2 separate regions of the Sus scrofa genome follow, and region 2 is linked to region 1. The links are chromatin contacts, called in public HiChIP or PLAC-seq maps. All regions are on one chromosome and are shown on one strand. The core of a region is the stretch at or near the end of the contact, and the rest is flanking DNA. Distances in the headings are between cores, read along the strand shown. Region 1 holds the start of GGCX (vitamin K-dependent gamma-carboxylase). Region 2 holds the start of RETSAT (all-trans-retinol 13,14-reductase).

Region 1 (4,519 bases), core at 458-2,957:
AGCCAATTCCCCATGTGGGAAAGGGGGCTCCTCGTATTGTGCAGGGTTTCAGAGACGATTAAGGGAGAGAAGCGTACAAAATGCTCTAAAAGCTGTTCGTGTTTTGATAGTCATATTTGTAAAGGTCTGTCCTACTGGCTACAGAAAGGGCTCTGGGGCAGAGCCTCCCTGCCTGCCTGCTTGCATCTCTCACAAGCATCCTATCTTAATAAATCAATTTCTTGCCTATCAGAAAAAAAAAAAGAGAGAGAATGGGTTCTGGGGTGGTGCTCCTCAACCTCTTTCTCTTCCTGGAGCCCTTGGCAGTATCTGACCAGCACATTTGGGTTAGGAAGCCAGCTCCATTAAGGCAGGATTTCTCAACCCCAGGACTATTCACAGTTTGGGCTGGTTAATTATTTGCTGGGAGGCCTATCCTGTGGATCCTAGGTCATTCGGCAGCATCCCTGGCTTTATGTAGACGCCAGTAGCCAACAATTCCCCTTGTCCCCCATCCCAGGCTGTGACAAATACAAATGTCTACAGACATTGCCAAATATCCCTAGGAGAGCAAAATCGCTCCCAGTTGAGAACCACTGGGCTAAAGGAAGTAATGTCACTGTATCTGTCACCCATTCCAAGCATATGTGCTGTGGTCTATGAGTTAGACTCTGGATTAGAGAGCCATAGCCAGAATGTCTGCCCTGTCACCCCTGCCATTTCTCTGAAGCAGTTACTGGGCAACTTCATGCCACAGATAATACGGGTTCCTGTTCCTCTGACTCTGTATTTCCTATAGCCTCAGATCAAAGCATTTCTGGCCTCCAAACCCTAATGGGAAGAGACAAACCTGGGTTCGATCCTAAAGTTCACAAAGACCTCTCACAGATTATCAGTAACTTCTGGTCTTAGGAAAAGCAAGGTAAGTCTACTAAGCAGGTAAGTAGCCAAGAAAAGGACAAGGGACAATTGTCATTCTCCCACCCCCAACCACACTGCCCCTCCCCAAAGTGGACTTACCAAAGAGAAAACGGAAGACTGCCAGGCTTGCAGGATCCGTTGGTCTATTCAGCAGGGTCACCAGTCTCCCCCAGCTGGACACATCTGTCCACTCAAAACCCAAGAGTTTCCCCATTCGGCTGCTCTGAGGGGGCCCTGAGGTCTGTCCAGACTTGTCTTTCTGTACTTTATCTGCAACCAATAGGTGGAGAGAGAAATGCGCGTTTGGGTGGTGATGCTTTAAAACAGGCTTCTCCAGATATCACAGTCCCAGGCTCCTGCCAACCTGGGTTCTCCCACTGATCTCTGGCTAACCGAAACATCCCTGCAGTGCAGCCCCTCCTCCAGGATCCCCCAATGCCCCAGAATCTTTTTCAGACTATATCCTCCTAACCGCAAAGCACCCCGAATATCATAGCCACCCCAAAGCCAAAGACTGCAACATCTCTACAAGCCTATTCCCAACCAAGTCTTCCCCGGGTTCCACAGGGCAGTGTTCCCGCTTCCATCCCTCTGAAACCAGCGCCCCTCTCTAACAGCCACAAGGCGGGGTTCTGAGCCTACCAGAGTGGGGCTGGGCCCGCGCGGACCGAGCAGACACCCCCATGGCCTCGGGGAGCTAGATCCACCACAGCTGCACGTCGGAGCAGGGAGCGTCGCAGGGACTGGCTCCCCCAAGCCCCGCCTCCCCGACACATCAGCACCTGCGAGGCGAGCCGGAAAGCGCCCGGACTGTCGTGAAGGGCCCTAGTCTACCGCACCGGGTCCCTCGCTTGGCGGCAGAGGGCGGAGCAAATGGCCTTGGGGCGGGGCGACGAGGCCGCGAAGAGACGTGGTCTGGCCTCACTTTACCGGGTGACGGAGGAGGTACGGAGACGCAGCTGAATCCGCCTCAGTTCTACAGAACGACCAGTCTTTCGCTAGAGGCCTCCGGAGCCCTCTTTTCTCTTTCAACCTAGACTCGAAATGCCTGCAACTTCGCTGGGGCCCTCCCGGGACCCCAGTAGACCTCTCCACGTTACTGTAGTGTCCCTTCGATGCTCCCTGATGTGAGCAGTGTGGGCACAAATGCCAGACTTTCCAGAGAGGTTCACTGCCGAGGTGAGGACACACCTGGAAGAACTGCCCCGGCGTAGAGACTGTGCGAGTTTCTTTATGTGTCTTTCTGGTACCTGCCAAGAACCAGAGGTTTGAAAACAGCAGGGAGAACCGAAAAAAATAACCGCAGAGGGAATGCAGAGTAGGGGCAGTGACTAGAGTGTGGTCTATCAGGAAAATTCTTAGGTGAGTCTGAATAGCATTGTAACATCAAATTCTCTGCACTGGGATTGGCCAGCAGGATCAGACATAGGCATCTTAGAGCATGTGTTCTCACATTCTTATTCTCAGAACCCCTTTACACCGCGCTACACACATTATCGAGAACCCTAAAAGAACTTTTATTTATTTATGTGTTCTTTTTAGGGCCGCACCTGTGGCATATGGAGGTTCCCAGGCTAGGGGTCTAATCCGAGCTACAGCTGCCAGCTTACGCCAGAACCACAGCAACACCAGATCCAAGCCTCATCTGCAACCTACACCACAGCTCACGGCAGTGCTGGATCCTTAACCCACTGAGCGAGGCCAGGGATCGAACCCACAAACTCATGGTTCCTAGTTGGATTTGTTTCCGCTGTGCCATTATGGGAACTCCAGAACTTTTATTTATATGAGTTACGTTTTTCTGTTTTTAGTATATTGGAAATTTACACTGAGAAATGTATAAAAGTGTTGATTCACTAATAGAAAAAAGTAATAAACTCTTTACATGTCTACATAACATTTTTATTAAAAAGTATGTTTTCCACACAAAAAAAAGTTACATGAGAGCAGTATATTGTTTTACATGCAAATCTCATTAATATCTGGCTTAATTGAAGAGAGCTGGATTCTCATATCTGCTTCTATATTCCATCTGTTCTGAAATGGCATTGATTTAAGTATGTGAAGGAAATCTGGCCCCATAGATATTTAGTTGGAAAAAAGCATTCTAGGAATTCCCTGGTGGCCCATCAGGTTAAGGATCTGGTGTTTTCACTCCTGTGGCTCAGGTTGCTGTGGTGAAACAGCTTTGATCCCTGGCCTGGGAACTTCTGCATGCTGCCAGCACAGTTCTGCCTCCCCAAGAAAAGCATTTTAATAGCCTGTTTAGATGATTGTGGATACCACAATGAAGGTGTGATGCCCCACCTAAACTTATAAATGGCTTTTAAAAGGTTAGTCAGATGTGAAATCAGAAGTCAATAATAAACTTTTTGCTCTGTTACATTAAAATCATTGGTATGTCTTGCACTTTGAATAGACCCTTTAGTCATGCATGAATTTGTAAAATCATACATACGGTCATTTGGAAAACATTGGTTCACTGAGTTATACAGCTCTTCCAAATGCAGAATCAATCTCTCTCTCTCCTTCTCTTTTATGGCCATAACTGCAGCATATGGAAGTTCCTGGGCCAGGAATTGAATCCATGCCATCTCAGTGACCTGAGCTGCTGTAGTTGGATTCTTAACCCACCGTTCTACAGTAGGCCCTCGCAAATGTAGAATGTCTTAAATGTCAGGAAGGGAGTTCCCGTCGTGGCGCAGTGGTTAACGAATCCGACTAGGAACCATGAGGTTGCGGGCTCGGTCCCTGGCCTTGCTCAGTGGGTTAAGGATCTGGCGTTGCCGTGAGCTGTGGTGTAGGTTGCAGACGTGGCTCAGATCCCGCGTTGCTGTGGCTCTGGCGTAGGCCGGTGGCTACATCTCCGATTGGACCCCTAGCCTGGGAACCTCCATATGCCGCGGGAGCGGCCCAAGAAATAGCAACAACAACAACAACAAAAGACAGACAAAAAAAAAAAATTAAATGTCAGGAAGTTGCCAGACTCACAGTGGCAGATACAAGTTTTCTAAAATTCTGATTTTCATGGAGTTCCCGTTGTGGCTCAATGGTAAGGAATCTGACTGGTATCCATGAGGATGCAGGTTCAATCCCTGGCCCCACTCAGTGGGTTCAGGATACAGCATTGAACTGTGGTGCAGGTCGCAGATGTGGCTCGGATCTGGCATTGTCATGGCTGTGGTGTAGGCCTACAACTGCAGCTCCAGTTTGATCCCTAGCCCAGGAACTTTCATATGCCCTGGGTGTGCCCTTAAAAAAAAAAAAAAAAGAGGAAGAAGTTAACTTCAGTGGGGAAATCCAGAAGAAATCTGGAAATAATAGATTTCCTGGGAGTTCCCGTCGTGGCGCAGTGGTTAACGAATCCGACTAGGAACCATGAGGTTCGGGTTCGGTCCCTGCCCTTGTTCAGTGGGTTAACAATCCGGCGTTGCCGTGAGCTGTGGTGTAGGTTGCAGACACGGCTCAGATCCCGTGTTGCTGTGGCTCTGGGGTAGGCTGGCAGCTACAGCTCTGATTAGACCCCTAGCCTGGGAACCTCCATATGCCGTGGGAGTGGCCCAAGAAATAGCAACAACAAAAAGACAAAAAAAAAAAAGAATAGATTTCCTGGAGTTCC
Region 2 (4,753 bases), core at 1,320-3,819, 200 kb before region 1:
AGGCAGGGGCCATGGAAGAGCAAAGATGAAAACTCTAGAGCCCTTTGGCATGGAGCTCCCTCACTAAAATACCCAACCATTTTACCTGGGAAGAACTCAGGACCAGCCAGGGAGGTGAAACAAAATGATCCGGTTTGATCCGAACTGACACAACCAAAGCTACTATGTAGCCGGGGATTTTCCCTGCTTTCTGTTCTTTTCTTTCTTTCCTTTTTTTTTTTTTTTTTTTTTCCTAGGGCCACACCCGCGGCATATGGAGGCTCCCAGGCTAGAGGTCCAATAGGAGCTGTAGCCACCAGTCTATGCCAGAGCCGCAGCCACTCTGGATCCGAGCTGTGTCTGCAACCTACACCACAGCTCATGGCAACGCCGGATCCTTAACCCACTGAGCGAGGCCAGGGATCAAACCTGCAACCTCATGGTTCCGAGTTGGATTCATTAACCACAGAGCCATGATGGGAACTCCTATTTTTCTCTTTTTCTTTTTCTTTTTTTTTTTGTCTGCCCCCTTGGCATGCAAAAGTTCTCAGGACAGGGATTGAACCCCAAGCCACAGCAGTAGTGACAGTGCCGGATCCTTAACCCACTGAGCCACCAGGGAACTCCTTCCCTACTTACAAAGAAAGTAAGAATCCATAAACTACTATAGGAACCAAAAAAGCTGACAGCAATAGAGGCTCAGAAACCTAAGTGCAGACAGAGAGAGAGCTAGGAAGAAAGGAAACAGGAGGTGGGGGCCAAGAATACCATGGGGCAGGCTTCTGGCACAAGGAACAGGCCATCCACAAACAGGTTATTGTTGGAAAATACAGGGTCTGCAGGTGGCAGAGGAACAGCCCAGTCATATGATGGTTCTTCCAGATCTGGATGCAGAGGCCTGGGCAGGACAGAACTGCTCTGAAAAATCACAGCACTGCCCCCTCACACTGGGGAAGCCTGGAGACAGGGTTGGAGGAGGCTGCACCCAGGCAAGACAAAATTGGATGGCATGTGGTGCCACATGGGCACTTCGTACACAAGATCGCTCCTGAAGAACTGAGTTTTGGAGTTTTTCAAGCTGCTAGAGAGCTTGGTAAAATTTTAACTTTATAAACGTTCTTAAAAGGATCTATAACGAGAAATACACTTCCTATCACACCCCAGGACATGTGTTAGTATATAATATAAACACCTGAAATAGAATTTTCACATTATTTGCCAGAACTGCATAGGAGGCATTTTGATATTTTCCATTCTACTGCATTCAGAAATACTAGTCACAACTCACCAAACTGATTTCAAGAGCCACTAAGAGATCACAATCCGGTTTGAAAAACAGTTGAAACTAGTCATCTCATTTTCTTTCTTTTTTTTTAAGCAGCAGAATTCTTTCTTTAAGCCCTAGTAGAAACCCTCAAATACTTTTTTTTTTATCGTCTTTTGTCTTTAGAGGCTGCACCCGAGGTATATGGAGGTTCCCAGGCTAGGGGGTGAATCAGAGCCGCATCTGCAACCTACACCACAACTCAGGGCAATGCCAGGTCCTTAACCCACCGAGCGAGGCCAGGGATTGAACCTGTGTCCTCGCAGATACTAGTTGGGTTCATTAACTGCCAAGCCACGACAGGAACTCCTTTTTTAGCGTGTGTTTGTGTGAAACCCTCAAATACTTTTTGAACATAACAGTGCAGGTCCTCTGGTCAAGGGCAGCTCAAAGCCTGAAGGCACCCCGTTGAACCCTGGTTCATCACATGAGAGCCAATCAAATCACTTGACGGGCCAAATGCAAGTTCCTATAAAGGTTTCTGGGCCACTCTCCCACGTCCTGGAACTCATGTTGGAAGCCAAGTGAAAAAAATTAAGGTCTTCAAGCCAAGTGGGGGAAAAGGTCTTCTCTCTTGTTTAGCCGTGCCTAACCACGGCTATACTAAGTGGCTGGCCCTGCATGTGGCTATGCCAAGACTGGTTCGCCGAGGTCAGTGCCCGCGCCTTGAGACCACGATTCCACAAGTCTGCGGGGGTGAAGGCTCTCGCAGGTGGTGGATATGCACACTAAAGCAGGCGCCTCCACCTGCAACAAAGCCCTCCCCGCACTTAAATCTCGGGAAACTAACGCCGGGGTCGCGCAGCGGCTGGCCCTGCGGAAATAGGAACACTAACCCGCAAGGAAGTGCGGGCGCAGCCTCGGACCCCGGGGATCCCTCCAGCTGACCTTGTTTGAGAACCTTCTTCCTGGCTTCCTTGTCCGTCACGAGGGGTGCGGGTGGCCTCTTAACGTCCTCGGAGAAGGGGTTCGGAGAGCTGCCTGCAAACAGCCACTTGTAAACTTGGCCGAGGACGGCCAGCAGCAGCGCAGCCAGCAGCAGCAGCGACAGCCACATCGCGCCGGCTTCAGGTGTGGGGAACCCGTCTGCTCCGACTGCGGCCGCGGCTCTGCCCAATTAGCCTGTTGCCCCACAGAGTAGGCGGAAATAGCTTTGGCCGCTGATGCGCCCAGATCTTTTGGCCAGAGACCAAGTCTCCAGCGCAGATTGACCCTCCCCGCTCCTCGTACTTCCTTCGCCTGCTGTGCGGAGGGCCGTGCGCATGCGCGGAGGTGGGGGGCAGCGGGGCTGCGGACCCCAATTGCGAAAACGCTGGGAACTCGGGGACCCGCCCGGCCGCCCCGAGGGTCGGAGGAGGAGGAGGAGGAATGTAGGGTGGAAATGATCTTCCTGGGCGGAGGTAAGGCTGAGCGTTGCAGGACAGTGAGAGGCTCCCGACTAGCAGACAGGAGACCTGGGTTGTGCTGAGAACTCGCTGGATGACCTGAGGCAAGTTGGTTTCCTATTTTCCCCACCGAGCAGTGAGAAAGTTTTTGTCTGGAGTCCCTTTGCAGCCCCTGTCTGGGTGTCTCAGTGGATTGAGATCTTATTTGAGATCCGTTCACCGCAGCTGGCGAGCACCCGGCTCTGTTCCGCCCAATTAAGCGACAGCTTTGGCCGCGGCGCTCTCTTGGGATTGGCGTTGCTTCTGGTGGGGGCTGGAGAGGGCGGGGAGCCTTCAGTGACAAGCCTGATGAAAAGACTGCCTTAGGTAGGTGCAACTTTGTAACTTCCAATCCTTATATTTAAGGTGTGGATCCAATTTCTAGATTAAACAGTTAGAGGGTTTAAGCTCTAGCAAGCTTAAACTTAAAATCATTCCCCTTAATGTAGCTCCTTGCCTAAAGGGAATGTACTTTAACCTATGCTATGTACCGTAACATAAACAACAAGGGCTTTCTGTATAGCCCAGGAAACTATGTTCAATATTTTGTAATAACGTATAATGGGAAAGGATCTGAAAAGTAACATATACACACATATATGTATACATAAATACACATATGTACAGATATAAAAATATACTGTATGTATATATATGTGTGTGTGTATATATATATATATATATATATATATATATATATCTGAATTACTGTGCTGTTCACCAGAAACTAACACAACACTGTAAATCAAGTATACTTCAATTTTTTTCTTTTTTTTCTTTTTAGGGCACTACCCTCGGCATATGGAAGTTCCCAAGCTAGGGGTCGAATGGGAACTCCACCTGCTGGCCACGGCCACGGCCATGGCCACAGCCACACCAGGTCCAAGCGGAGTCTTTGACCTACACCACAGCTCAAGGTAATGCCAGATGCTTAACCCACCGAGCAAAGCCAGGGATCACACCTGCATCCTCATGGATGCTTGTCGGGTTCATAACCCACTGAGCCACAACGGGAACTCCTTATACTTCAATTTAAAAAAAAAATTTTTTTAATTAAAAAATTTAAGTGCGTGCAGCATAAATACTGAATTTGGAAAGGATCCATCATTACAGAAAGGCCATTTCCTCAGGCCCAGGTGTAAGAAACTTGCCTAATATCGGTAGGAGTGACTTTGTAACTTGGAGTCCTTGCTTGTTTGACAGTTTCTACTCCTTTTCTCTTCTGTTACAGATAGTAACTGTCCCTATTGAAGCCCCTAGCCGGGTTCCAGCCAGAACTAAGGCGCTAGCAGACATGTAAAGCTGGTCATGCTTCTACACTGCTTGATTCATTTCGAGCCCAGTAACAGAAGAGCCTTCCTGAGACTACTGTCACCATACCTGCCTGTCCGCTTCCCGAGGTTAGCTGATGTGTGAGTGTTTTGCCGTATGCTGTCGTGGAGGTCAAGGGGGAGGGACAGGAAAGGGAGGCAGATGCTGAGACTCCAGAGGACACAGAGAGAGCTAGTTCCTGAGGTGCCATGATGGAGGGGCACTGCCCTCTGCCACTCCCACCCCCAATCACAATGAGCCAAATGCCCAGCCCAAGAGCTGGGAGGTGTTCCTGCTCTTGGTGTTAGGAAGCAGTGTGCCCTGCCCCGGACAGAGTCCGTTTTGTTACTGGCAGCCAGTTTGTAGGAAATCCAGACCATATTCTCCCAGTGGAAGGCTGACCAAAGCAACACTGCCCTCCTTCCTTAGTCAACCAAGTCTGTGAGGTCTGACTGTCAGTTGTAGGTGGGCCACCTGCCCCCTTGCCCAGATTTTTGTTGATAGGCGTCCATGATGGTCAGTTCCTCCATGATGAGGTGTGGGCCTGTCCAGCCCTCTTTCCTAAGGTAGACTCGTGGGAGGCTAGGCAGCTGCCACCTGTCTAGTATGGGTGTTAACTGGGGAAGGGTAGGCATTGTGTTGTGTTTTGAGTTTTTGCCATGGCAGGAGCCACATCTAGTGTTAGGCTCACCCTGTGTCTGAGACTACAGCAAAG

The links. HiChIP or PLAC-seq counts read pairs in DNA pulled down with a chosen protein or histone mark.
Region 2: an H3K27ac HiChIP or PLAC-seq map of alveolar macrophages shows a contact between it and region 1. The contact joins the promoter of RETSAT here to the promoter of GGCX in region 1. A contact is called at or near these places in 3 of 5 promoter capture datasets (fetal liver, fetal skeletal muscle and skeletal muscle), 4 of 47 Hi-C or Micro-C datasets (brain, heart right ventricle, liver and 1 more) and 1 of 2 datasets of contacts at active chromatin or transcription factors (alveolar macrophages).

Annotation. Positions count from the first base shown.
Region 1 is chr3:59,199,551-59,204,069 of Sscrofa11.1, reverse strand. It overlaps GGCX (vitamin K-dependent gamma-carboxylase), which reads right to left and starts at 1,707. Exons shown (of 15, transcript XM_003354744.4): 1 at 1,543-1,707; 2 at 1,000-1,170. The coding sequence starts at 1,585.
Region 2 is chr3:59,398,977-59,403,729 of Sscrofa11.1, reverse strand. It overlaps RETSAT (all-trans-retinol 13,14-reductase), which reads right to left and starts at 2,569. Exons shown (of 11, transcript XM_003124944.4): 1 at 2,192-2,569. The coding sequence starts at 2,360. It overlaps ELMOD3 (ELMO domain-containing protein 3), which reads left to right and starts at 2,537. Exons shown (of 13, transcript XM_005655213.2): 1 at 2,537-2,792; 2 at 3,959-4,127.